Regions from separate parts of the Ovis aries genome. Here region 2 is linked to region 1. Evidence: chromatin contacts called from public Hi-C data. All regions are on one chromosome and are shown on one strand. Each heading gives the region's core, a stretch centred on a gene start, on an enhancer-like site or on the middle of the called end of the contact. The rest is flanking DNA. Distances are from core to core; before and after follow the strand shown. Region 1 has its middle 190 kb from the start of TRIB1. Region 2 has its middle 23 kb from the start of TRIB1.

Evidence for each region. Hi-C and Micro-C count contacts between places; a contact is called where the count stands out from the background.
Region 2: a contact with region 1 is called in a Hi-C map of liver, with 4 times the contacts expected there. The contact joins two enhancer-like sites. A contact is called at or near these places in 2 of 16 Hi-C or Micro-C datasets (liver and skin fibroblasts).

The regions. Positions count from the first base shown.
Region 1 is chr9:27,627,847-27,634,373 of ARS-UI_Ramb_v3.0, forward strand. No RefSeq gene overlaps it. Among named protein-coding and RNA genes, the nearest start is that of TRIB1, 190 kb to the right of the region's middle. Within about 2 kb of position 3,980, at least 9 of the 54 cell types and tissues checked have an H3K27ac peak or open chromatin away from gene starts, as enhancers often do. A contact at or near this core is called in liver, where this site is marked.
Region 2 is chr9:27,792,692-27,799,218 of ARS-UI_Ramb_v3.0, forward strand. No RefSeq gene overlaps it. Among named protein-coding and RNA genes, the nearest start is that of TRIB1, 23 kb to the right of the region's middle. Within about 2 kb of position 3,145, at least 15 of the 54 cell types and tissues checked have an H3K27ac peak or open chromatin away from gene starts, as enhancers often do. A contact at or near this core is called in liver, where this site is marked.

The DNA.
Region 1 (6,527 bases), core at 2,730-5,229:
CACATCACAGCCAGCCCCACCTCAAATTGGAAAGTATAATCTCAAAGCCCTCCCAGGTTGGCCCAGCTCTAAGAACAATCAACTCAGAAAACATGGAATGGAGAAAGCATCTTTGCAGGCATGGACCATTTCCAAAATAATAAATGATGCTGCTATAAAGCACAAAGTGTGGGGGTCCCTTGTTACACAGCAACAGGTAATTAACACATCCTCGACTGAAGGGCTGTGTCCCACACTTTAGATAACACCATTCTAAAGGACCGACATTAAGTCACCATTCCAGTGGGGTGAGTGGGATAATGATGAAAAGCAGAGAGGCAGAAAGCTAGATGAGAAGTCAAAAGCCTCAAGTTCTGGTTCCAACTCTATCAAGACTCCCCAGCTGTGTGAGCTCCGTGAGATCATTTCCTCTTCTGTAAAGTGGAATTCATGATAAATACCCATCTTACGTCACACTGTCATTATTAGACTCAGATGACAGAACCCAAGCAAAGCTTTGTTAATACGTGAGATTATATCCCAAGTAAGGGGTTATAATCATCCACGTTATCAAAATCATCCTTATGGATGGCTGTTACAAAGTAAAGCCGGCAAAAGTTAAAGTTACTCAGTCAAAGTAAACAGAACCCACTCTGAGTAATTGGAACAAGGTGATGTTAACATGGGAAATGGGCTACGCAGCTGATGGAAAGGCTGGAAACCCCACCAAGAAGTAATGGGGCCACCCAACGATTAATAATAGCAGCAAGTCCCTTAGCTGGAGGGACAGTGAGAAGCGGCAGGATCATAGGAACCCAAGGCCTGGGGTCACCCTATAAGAAGCTGGAACCGTGGTAGGAGCCAGAGCCAAGAAAGAAATGCAACCTCTGCCTCGCGCTCCTGAAGGCGGCGGGGAGAGGAAATGCCCTTTCCGATTTCTCCCTTCCCGATGCCCTTCAACAATGGTCCAGTGCCTCCCATGTGCCAGACCCAGCCAGAAACCAGCTGACACGGGAGTGACAAGTGGACCTGGAGCCAAGAAGCCCTGGGCCAAAGAAGCAGTCTGTTCAAGCAGAAATGCGGTAACACACTGGAAATGGAAGTGACGCACTGCAAAGCCCCAGAGACTCAGACTCCAAAAGAGCCTGGCAACTCATCCGGCGCAATCTCTCATTCTCCAGGTGAGGCTTCAAAGAGGAAAATGATACGACTTGCCCCAAATCAGCTGGCTAGGGGCAGCCTGGATCCAGGGCCTCTGAATTCCCAGTTCATAGCGTTTTCTTCACAGCGTTAACTTTAGCAGAGGCACTTCAGCTTCACAACAGGAGGTATTGCAATAGTTGATTTCTAAGGTGGCTATTTGAACCTGAGAACTCACTTTCCCCTGAAACAAGGTTATCTTGGCTGACTGCCGGTGGTCCCAGTCTGGCTGTTGAGCCCACAGCATGAGAAGAAAAGAGGGCTTCCCAGGTGGCTCAGAGGTAAAGAACCCACCTGCCAATGCAGGAGACTCAAGAGATGTGGGTTTGATCCCCGGGTTAGGAAGATCCCCTGGAGGAGGAAATGGCAACCCGGTCTAGTATTCTTGCCTGGAGAATCCCACAGACAGGGGAGCCTGGCAGGCTGAAGTCCATGGGGTCACAGAGAGTCAGACACGACTGAGCAAGTAAACACACACACACACAACAGGCTGATGAGCATCTTTCTCCCAGGGCAGAAGAGAAGAGAGTCTCCCCCATGTCCTTGCTCTGCCATCCAAGGTGTGATGGGCGTGGGGACCCCCACCACCCCTACTGCTATTCTTTCCCACAGTGATCATTCCTGTGGCTGCAGGGCTAGCAATGGAGGAAGAGCACCTGGAAGGCTGAAAGCAGGTGCTTTTTTTTTTTTTTAACACCTTTGTACCCTCACCTTTAACACCCTTCCAGTAACCAGCCCAGCCCAGTCCTGTGATTGCCAGCATGCCCTTCCTTGAGGGGTCTGAAATAGCAACTTCAAAGAATAGGCATTATTATGAAATCCTTTTATATTAGGAAAATGAAAAAAAAATGTCTTGTTTTTCTGCTACAAGTGAAACGGTAAAATTTGCGTGCACACACATAAAGTGCTCTTAGATGGTGAGGAGAGTGAGGGGAGATGCTGAGAGATGGGGGCCAGTTATCTGTGAGATGAAGGCTCCATTCTCTGGGGCTGCAGTGGGTTCATTCTCCTGCGATTTGGGCAGAGAATTCTTTAACTGCTGCAAGGCTGCCCACACTAGATCTTCTGGTTTTGGACGTGGTTCTTGCGATTCGTGAGCTCCAATTTCAATAACCAACCACCCAAAAAGAAAGAAATTACCCATCCACCCAAAAATGAGAATGAGGGCAAATTCCCCAGGAACTTAAAATGCAACTTTGGTGCTAATGCAGAAATGGAAACCGAAATACACTTTCTGCTCTGCAGGTCAAAACGCAGAGACGTATTTCCTCAAAACCTGACCCTACCTCCCAGCTGCAGAGAACAGGAAATCCAAGTCTGTAGAGCTTTGAGGCATTCACACTCCAGTGGCCTCAGCCGTGAGGCTTCCCTGCCCTGCAAGGTGAAAGCGATTGGTCCCCATCCCTCACCCCGTGCCCCTCTTTCTTGTTCCCATCCCACTGGGCCAAGGACACCAAATACAGTCCCACAAGTAGAGCGCTGGCCAATTTAGGAGATGCCATTTCCGTCAGCTGTGGTGTGAATGGCACCCCCCGGAGTTGTGCCATGCTTCTATGAGAACATCTTGCCGATGGCGGTATTAAGACTGACACCTACAAGGTCACAAGCTTCTGGCTGAGCTACAGTCATCTCTGTGACTCTAGCACCCAACACAGTGCCTGGTACAGAGACTCTCAATGTAAACTTGAAGGGATTTCAGAAGCAATGAATTTGAGAGGAGAGTCAGCAACCCCACTTAGACAGGAAATAAGTAGTTATTTTAAATAGCAGTAGCATCCTAATTAGAGTATGGATTCTTCTTCACATAACCTTGGATCCTTTAAAGAGTAACTATAACAGAGTGATTAAGATCTCTGGCTCTGAGATCAGAAGGATTTGGTTTTGAATCCTTGCTCCACAACTACTAAACCAAAGCTCTCTAAGCCTTAGTTTCCTCATCTGTGAAGATCTACTGAGATCACGCCTTAGCCTAGTGTCTGATACACAGTAATGTACAGTATGTCTTGGGAGTAATGATGAAGTAGATGGTTAATGGCAATTAAGCAACAATTAAATGTTAATCCTAAAAGGCCCATTTTAGTTATCAATATTTATGTCCCACAAGGATGAATATGCCCAGGGCATACTGAGTGCTCGTATGTATGTGCGTCTCTGTCATGTCTGACTCTTTGCAGCCCCACGGACTGTAGCCCGCCAGGTTCTTCTGTCCATGGAATTTTCCAGGCAAGAATACTGGATGGGTTATGGGTTACTGTTTCCTACTCCGAGGGGGATCTTCCCTACCCAGGGATCGAACCCAAGTCTCTTGAGTCTCCTGCATAGGCAGGTGGATTCTTTACAGCCATCTGGGAAGCCTCTATTGAGTGCTTAGTTAATGCTTACTGAATGAGAGAGAAAGGAGAGACCTAGTGAGAGAATGAGAATCAAGGGTGGAGGGGAGTGAGTAGGGAGAGGGAAGACGGGAGGGTGGAAGGGAAGAGGGCACTGAACCAGAAGTCTGGAGAGATACAGCTTCAAATTTGACACCACTAACACTGTGACCTTAAGTCCCTTTCTTGGTCTCAATGTGCTCCTTTTTTAAGATCAAAGGTCATTAGACGGTATCTCAGGTTCCTTCGCCACATCCCCTCCCTCCTCTCTCCTGAACCTTTTTTGCAGCTTTCCTTCATATCCTGCAGGTGGTGCTGCTGAGTTAAGAAGAAAACCTGTTTTTCGGCAGCCTGGTTCCCAGCTGCCAAGTCTCTGCTTGAATAGCCAACTGGGAACTAGAGAAATCACTTACTTGTTGCTGAAAATGCCCTGGGGCAGTAAACGAATCATTCCGTTTCCTTTCTTGCCTACTTGGCCTCTCCTGGTGCCATGAAAGCTCTCTGGGTGTGGGGAGGCAGCTGGCCCTGAAATTCCAAGTCCAGTTCCACTACTTCCTGGCCAGTGACCTTGAGCAAAGGCATTTGCCCTCTTGAAGTGTCAATACGGACACCCCTGGAAACAGGGGGAAAATTTGTTAAGTAGTGTTCATCAATTGAAGAGCCCAGTGCCTGGCCCATAGTAGATATTCAAGAAATTTATCTGCCTTTCCTTCCCTGCTTTTCACTCACTAAGGACTACGGCTAGTGCTTGAGAAGAAATGAACTGTGCAGTGCCAGAGCGATGAGGAGGTGGGCTTTCCAAGGGGATTCACTGAGGATAGGACATGTCATCTGAGGCTGGAAAGATGAGAAGGAGAGATGTCCCAGGCAAAAGGGCCACCCCGTGCATAGACAGCCAGTCTTACCCAGCTCCCCTGCCCCATACTTTACAGACTGATCCTGAGTCCAGCGGCTGTGTCTCCTGAGCCCGGAGCCCACCTTGTTCACGCCTCTAAGAAGGTAGTTATCTGTCTATGTTGTAAGTTATATATATCCAATCATGTCTCTTTAAGGACTAGGAGTGAATTTTATTCATCTTTGCCTCCCTGGAGCCTGGCACAACAAATGCCTTAATGAATAGATGAGCTGATGAATGAATGTACCACCTTGGCATCATCCTGGCTCTTTTTCTCTGCATGCTAAGTTGATTCAGTCATGTCTGACCCTTTGCGACCCCATGGACCATAGCCTGCCAGGCTCCTCTGTCCAAGGGATTCTCCAGGCAAGAATGCTGGAGTGGGTTGCCACTCCCTGCTTCAAGGCATCTTCCCAACCCAGGGACTGAACTCATGTCTATTATGTCTCCTGCATTGCAGGTAGGTTCTTTACCACTAGCGTCACCTGGGAAGCCCTCTCTTTTTTCTCTGAGCCTTTTTTTTTTTTTTTAATGTGGACCATTTTTAAAGTCAGTATTGAATTTGTTACAATATTGTTTCCATTTCACATTTTGGTTTTTTGGCCTCCCTGCATGTAGAATCTTAGCTCCCTGACCAGGAATCAAAACAACAGCCCCTGCATTGGAAGGTGAAGTCTTAACCACTGGACTGCCAGGGAAGTCCCCTCATCCAGTCACTCATTGGTTATCTCCATACACAGGCATCCTGACCTTTAGCTTCACCTCCCCCAACACGTATCTAGCCCTTGCTACCTGGTGGGTCCTCAATACATGCTCACATTGTTGAAATTAAGTTGCATTTTCATTTACTGAGTACCTGCAGTGTGCTGGGCACTGGAGATGCAAAGATATGCAAGGAAGAGCTCATTTTAGAAGAATAAAAGAACAGGAACACATATGAAACATTCGCTATGTTCATATCCCATGGCTAAGTGCTCTGTACATACTCTTAAGGCTCACCAAACCCTATGAAATGGGTACTAAGATTAGCACCATTTCACAGATGGGGAAAGTGAGGCTCAGCTGGGGAGACTTGTACAGGATGGCAGAGCCAGACTGAAAGCCAGGAGTCTGGCATGAAAGGCCTTGCCACTCACCACTGTGTTGTGAACATGCACAGGTGTGTGTTTACAAACCACGTGTTCAGTGTGGGAGAGCTCAGTGTGCGATGGCAGTTGGGAAGGACTTCCCAGAGAAGAGTCAGGAAGGGCTTTCCAGATGGATCATGGTGCCAGTGGGGAAGGTGCTGGAGAGGGAGAGGAAGGAACATTCTGGAAGGAGAGAAGAGGTGTGTAGTCTGCAGAGAACATGGCAGAGAGACAGAGCCTGTCTGGGAGACGCCGCCTGCTCCTCCCCTCTGGAAGGTCAAGTGCTGGGTCTAGAACAGGGCATCTCGGGAAAAGACACACAGTACTAGAGACTCTAGAAACACATTCTCTAGGGATAAGTCTAACAAATAGAAAGCTCCCCCCACCACCCCACCCCTTTTGGAGAGCTGATCTGTGTGACTTGCCTGCTTTAGTCTGGGCAATCAAAACATACAAAGGCCCCAAACACTTTTTCAACATTCACTAAACACCTACCAAGTGCCAGGCATTTACCAATGAGCACCCGATCTGGGCTGTATATGTTGTACTATGAAAGCTGATGGAACAATAAGGTTTGAATCTGTCCAAGTTTGAATCTCAGCTCTGGTAAACACTCACCTTGCACAAGTTACTTCTCCCGTCCGTGTCATGTTTCCGCGTGTGTTAAAAGAATACTGATAAACAGCAATCATACAGGACTGTTGTTTTAAATGAGTTCTTTCATGCAAAGGGCTTAGAACACAGCCTGGAAGATACTAAGCACTTAGTAGATGCTGGATATTTACATGTGTGCTCCCATTGAAAATTTACTCTTGATTGAACACCTACTAAGTGCTGGGCACTGGGCTAGAAGCAGGTTTAGAGATATTAAGGAGAGAACCAGGGGGCCGAAATGGCATCACTTGTGCTAAATCCCATGATATCAAAACTGGATTTAAAACCTGACTTACCTGCAAT
Region 2 (6,527 bases), core at 1,895-4,394, 160 kb after region 1:
AAAGAAAATCATGTCAAGTAAGGTACTGACTTTTAATAAGGTATTTACTTCCACCGAGAAGTAATACACATTCAGCCTTTTCAATGATAATTGTTCAGAAAGAGTGAAACTGCCCCATGGGTGTTAAACATGGGCAATGAAGTGCAATCTTCCTAAAGGGGGACAGGAACGCTCTATCCCAGCTGGTTGTATCTGCTGATAAACCAAGAGCCTCTGGAAGTCAAGGACCGGGCACAAGTCACAGCCACACTCCCAACCTGGCATCCTGCTCTCAAGGTTTGGTGAATTAAGTAAGACTGAGAGTTCTTTTGTTTGGCCTGGAGCATCTAGGTTTCCCCTCCTCCAATGGAAAGCCCTTTTCCAGTCACTGCTCCTGTAGAAAGGGAGACAGCCTGCCGTCAGTGGAGGGCAAAGCAGTCCCCCTTCCAGGTCACCAGAAGGCAGTGTGTCTGCTAGTGAGGAACCTCCTTCAGCTGCCAGATGCTCCCCAGCTCCCCAGGGGAGCTGTACCAAGCCCCTTCAGTATGTGGGCACGAGACAATCACTCCTCAAGCACTTTGCAAGCATTGTTTCATTTGGCCTTCAACACATGCTTGTGAACCCTCCGAGGCAGACAGGTGGCAGCATCCCCAGTGGGCGGATGAGGCCAGCAAGACAGTGGAAACCAGGACTTCTCTGGCGTCCAGTGGTTAAGACTGCACACTTTACTGCAGCGGGTGCAGGTTCAGACCCCTGGTTGGGGAACTAAGATCCCATGCACCGGGAGGGCTTTGGGGGCAGGAAAAAAAAAAGAGAACAAAAAAAAAGACAATGGAAACCCTTGTACACAGCTTCCTCCTCCCATCTGTCCATCCTCCAAGGAGATTGTCCTCTGCCTTGAAGCTGTCTTCTGTCTGGCCCACAGGGGTCTGATCTCCAGGCCAGGGATGGCATTGGCATGGACACCACACAGCACGGCTTCCCAGGTGGCGCGAGTGGTAAAGCATCTGCGTGCCAAAGCAGGAGACTTTAGAGACGCAGGTTCGATCCCTGGGTCAGTAAGATCCCCTGGAGAAGGAAATGGCAACCCTCTCCAGTATTCTTGCCTGGAAAATGCCATGGACAGAGGAGCTTGGTGGGCTACAGCCCATAGGGTCCTAAAGAGTCAGACACAATTGAAGCAATTTGGTATGCACACGCAGCACGACCTTTAATGCCACACTGCTGTTCTTCATGGTCTGAGCACATGTCACAGCTCAGCCTTTTCCGATGATAGCCTGCAGCTGGGCAAGTCCCCTCTGCCACGGCTAGCCCTGCTGCAGGCTTGGTGCCCTCCAAAGTAAGGATGGCAGCCTCCCAAGCCACCACCCACTTACAACCTTTCCTCCTCTCACGCATTCCACAGCCTTCCACCAGAGTCATCTGCCTAAACACAGCTTGCTGACTTCATTCCCCTACCTCAAGGCCTCCTGAGCTCACCAAGGCAGCAGGACAAAGGCCAGATTCCCATGCCTGGCATGTGAACTCTGGGAGCCAGCCCCAGCCTCCCTTTTCAATCTGACCTTCCGCCCTGCTGCCCCCACAAATATGACACTCCTGGCTGACTTCACTTCCCCCTCCAGAGGCTGGGTTTCTACCTGCTCTATCATCTGCCAGCTGTGTGACCACAGGCAAGCTATTTAACCTTTCCGGCCTTCCGTGAAACAAAGATAATAAACATATCTGCCTCCTAGGACTTCTGTGAGGATTTAATGAGTTCAAACTCGCAAAGCATGACGGGTCTTGCCGTAGAATGATGTGCCCTTATGGTCCCCTCCGTGTTCTCTCCCTCCAGCATCTTCTTCCCCAGCCCCACATCCGCAGGGCACAGGCTTCTGTCCTTCAGAACCCCTCTGACATGCCACCTCCTCCACAAACACTACCCACACCCCCCGGAGCCCCACGGCGCTGTCTACATTATCTCAACATCATAGTTAAATCTGCTCTCCCTTCACCAGATATCAAGGGTAGGTGACCCCAAGGCTCGTTCCACTCTGTGACCCCCACAAGCCACAGCTGAGTTCTTGGCACATAGTGTGGCAACATGATAAGTGAAAGTCCACAGGCTCTGGGGACTGATTGTCTTGGGTTCACACCCTGGCTCTGACACAACTAGCTGTGCAATCCTGGGTAAATGACTTAACTTCTCTGAGCCCCAGTTGTCACAACAGAAAATGAGGATGACCATCTCAGCCTCACAGAGTTACTGCAGGAATAAACCCAATAACCTTTGGACCCCCTGACACAGTGTCTGGTACAGAGGAGACCCTCAATGAAGGTCAGTCTCCTTTTCACCTTTAACCAGGTAAATTCACATCCTCCAAGGTTTGAGTGTAAAAACCTAGAGGGCAGGGATCATATGTAGCCCCTACAAATGGGAGACTTTGGGAGCTCGAAGCAGATGCTTCCCAAACACTTGAGCATCAGATATCTGAGTGGTCTGATGAAGGGCAGCGTTGTGGGGACTGGGAGTGAAGGGCAGGATGCAAGCAGGACGACTGGAATGAAATTTTGTTTGTTGTTAACTTTCCTCTGGGCAAAGCCTCTGCATCATACCTCCTTCTTTCATTTTTAATAGATAATTTTAATAAGTCTATATTCATTTTGAAAACTGAGTCAACAGTCAAAAAACCTTCCAAAAAAGACATCACCAAGATCACTAGATGCTTTCACTAGTAAATTACACCAAACATTAAAGGAAGAAAGGATATAGATTCTCCACAATTTTTTCCAAAAAATAAAAGCAGAGGAGCACTTCTTAATTCATTATATGAGGCTAGTGTTACTGCAGTAATAATCATATCAGGCTGACGGGCCATTCTGTTTAGATCATCTCTGTCCTAATGATTTTCTGCCTGCTTGATCTATCAATCAGAGAGGGATGATAATGACTCCAACTATATCGGTCAATTTGTTCATTTCTCTTACATTTCTAAATGTTTTCCTCATCTCCTTAAAGTGGAATGAACTTCATGGCTGCCAAGACCTTCCTGTCCCACTGTCACCTCCAGAAGCTGTGAGATACTGAAGCTCCAGAGAACAGCCAGATCCAGCAGAGGCTGCCTTGCGGCTGCAGGAAGGAGAGGGAACGCCGTCCCGTCTCGGCTGCAGCTCTATCTGACTTGCTGGGCATGGCCATCCCTGCAGGCTGCATTCCGTGGCCCCATGCCAGGCTGGTGTGTAATACTCTCCAGTCACCCTCTTGTTACCTAACGCTTTCCTAATCTGCAGTTTACGCAAGACAAGTACAAATCTCTGAGAAACACCAAGAGAAACACGGACCAGGCACCTCCCCAGCTGGCCTGCACCCTCCTTTGGAGCTGGCAATTTCATCTTGAAGGTACTTGCTTTTCGTTACCATGTGGGCTACTTGGTACGTGACTCGGAGCCCCACTTCTTACACAAGAATCTGTACTCAAGAATCTGGTACCCCCCAATCTGTACCTTCAGCCCTTCTCAGCCATCACTCACACTGGACTAAAAAGTATGCTACGTGGAACAGTGGGCAAAGTTTTACATCATTCAGTAAAGCAGATCTTTCAATCAATGGTGCTGGAAAAATTGGCCGATCAAAATTAAAAAAAAAAAAAAAAAAGCCTTAACCTTTAGTTCACTTCATGTATGAAAGTTTGCCCAATCTCAAGATGGATCCTTGACCCAAATAGAAAACCTAAAACTATAAAACTTTTACTAGAAAATAAAAGTAGGATAAAATCTCTATAACATTGAGCTAGGCAAAACTTTTCTTAGAAAGTACATGAACTATAAGAGGAAAAAAGGGGGTAAATTGGGCTTTAAAAAAATGTAAAACTTCACCTCCTCAAAAAACATTCTTTAAGAACATGAAAAGACAAGTTATATTCAGAGAGGAACTATGTATTTACACAACATGTATTGGATAAAGAACTTGCATCTGGAATATGAAAAGAATTCCTACAAGTCAGTAAGGAAACAAACATCCCAACTGAAAAATAGGCAAAATAGTTGAGCAGATAGTTCACCAAAGGAGAGATGGCAAATAAGCACTGGAAAAGATGCCAGGCCTCATTAGACATTAGGGAAGTGGAATTTAAAACCACAGTGAGCTACCCCTACCTGTCTACTAGGATGACTAACACATTAATTAACTGACTAATGAACTAGTTAGATGACAGTACAAAGTCTTGGTGAAGATGCAGAGCAACTGGAATGCTCATACTTTGCTAATGGGGATGCAAAATATTAAAGTATAGCCACTCTGGAAAGCAATTCAGTGATTCCTTATCAAGTGAAGCAAATGAGCCAACAGTTTCACTTCACAAAGACATATACATGAATATTGATGGCAGCTTTACTCCTAATAACCGCAAATTGGAAACAACCCAGGTGTCCTTCAACTGGCAAAGAGATAAACAAAAGGTTTCCATCCACACAATGGAATACTACTCAGCAATAAAAAAGAACGAACTAGGAGACATACAACAGAGTAAAGAAATCTCCGAAGCATTCTGCTAAGAGAAAGAAGGCAGACGCAAAAGTTCACATCTACATGATTCCGAATCTCTAGAGACAGAAATAGATTAACGATTGCTAGGGGCTATTGAGAAACAAAGCTTATTTAACTTATATACAGAGGACATTATGTGAAATGCTAGGCTGGATGAAGCACAAGATGGGGAAACAATGAAAATAGACTTTATTTTCTTGGGCTCCAAAATCACTGCAGATGGTGACTGCAGCCATGAAATTAAAAGATGCTTGCTCCTTGGAAGAAAAGCTACGACCAACCTAGACAGCATATTAAAAAACAGAGACATTACTTTGCTGACAAAGGTCCATTTAGTTAAAGTTATGGTTTTTTCAGTAGTCATGTATGAACAGGAGAGTTGGACCATAAAGAAGGCTGAGCGCTGAAGGATTGGTGCTTTTGAACTGTGATATTGGAGAAGACTCTTGAGAGTCCCTTTGACTGCAAGGAGATCAGACCAGTCAATCCTAAAGGAAATCAGTCCTGAATATTCATTGGAAGGACCGATGCTGAAGCTGCAATCCTTTGGCCACCTGATGTGAAGAACTGACTCTTCAGAAAAGACCCTGATGCTGGGGAAGATTGAAGGCAGGAGGAGAAGGGGATGACAGAGGATAAGATCACTGATTCAATGAGTTTGAGCAATCTCCGGGAGTTGGTGATGGACAGGGAAGCCTGGTGTGCTGCAGTCCATGGGGTGGCAAAGAACCGGATATGACTGAGCGACTGAACAACAACAATGGAAAAACACGGAGATTTGCTACAAAAGGCACAAGGGAATTTTTATGGTGACAGAAGTGTTCGAAATCCTGACCGTGGTGGGACTCATACAAGGGGAAGCATTTGTCAAATCTCATTCCTGTGTATACTAGACAAGGGTGAATTTTACTGTAGGGAAATTATACCTCAATGAATATGACTTTTTATTTTTTAATTTTATTTATTTGACTGCACCAAGTTTTAGTTGCAGCATGGGGGAATCTTTTAGTAGCGGCATGCAAACCCTTCGTTGCAGCACGTAGGATCCAGTTCCCTGACCAGGGATTGAACACAGTCCCCCTCTATTGGGAGCACAGAGTCTTAGCCACCAGACTACCAGGGAAGTCTCAAATATGACTTTTAAATAACAAACAGTAGAATAAAATAAAACATAAATCTGTTGAAACTTGTCCTCAGCATGAAGGTAAAATGACCCCAGTAATAGTAACAGCCAGTGTTTAGCATCCGCTAGCCTACGAAATTTACACCCATTGTCTTATTTAAGCCTGAAACAATCCTTGAAGGTCCTCAGACACACCAAGCACTTCTCTGTCTCAAGGCCTTTGCATGTGCTCTTCTCTTTATCTGAAAGGTTCTTCTACTAGGCGACTCCATCTCCCGTATCCCTTGGGTCTCTATTCAAAGTCAGCTCCTCAGGAGAGACCTTCTGTCCCCATTCTGTCTAGAAGAGTCCCTCAACCTATCACTCTGTATCTCCTACCTAGTTTGATTTTCTTCCCAGAGCTTAGACCACCTGCAATGACACTGTATATGTTTTGTTTCTATCTCTCCGTAAGAATCTCATTTTCCATTCACTTTTTCTTCCATTCCAACACCCGCTGTGTGCCTACCCTGGAGTGTGTGCAGGCAAAGCGAAGTTGCTAGAGGTGGAAACTTCCCATAAAACCAAGATAGTATGGAGTGGCCCTGTCTCCCTCCAGCACCCCGTCTCATAATCTGGGACAGGGTTTCTCCAAGAGCTTTGCCTTTTAAGACTCACAGAAGTTGCAGCATGAAAAGAGCACTGGTCTTGAAATTAAGACCCCCTTTACACCAGCCTAGGAGACCCTGACCCAGGCACTTCATGTGACACGGTCTCAACTTCCCCAGCTGTAAAATGAATAGAAGCGTGTTCTTTGGACATTAGCATGAATAGGAATCCACCAAGAAACCGACTTGAATGCATGCCCTGGGACTTCCCTAGTGGTCCAGGGTTAAGAATCTTTCTGCCGATGCAGGGGAC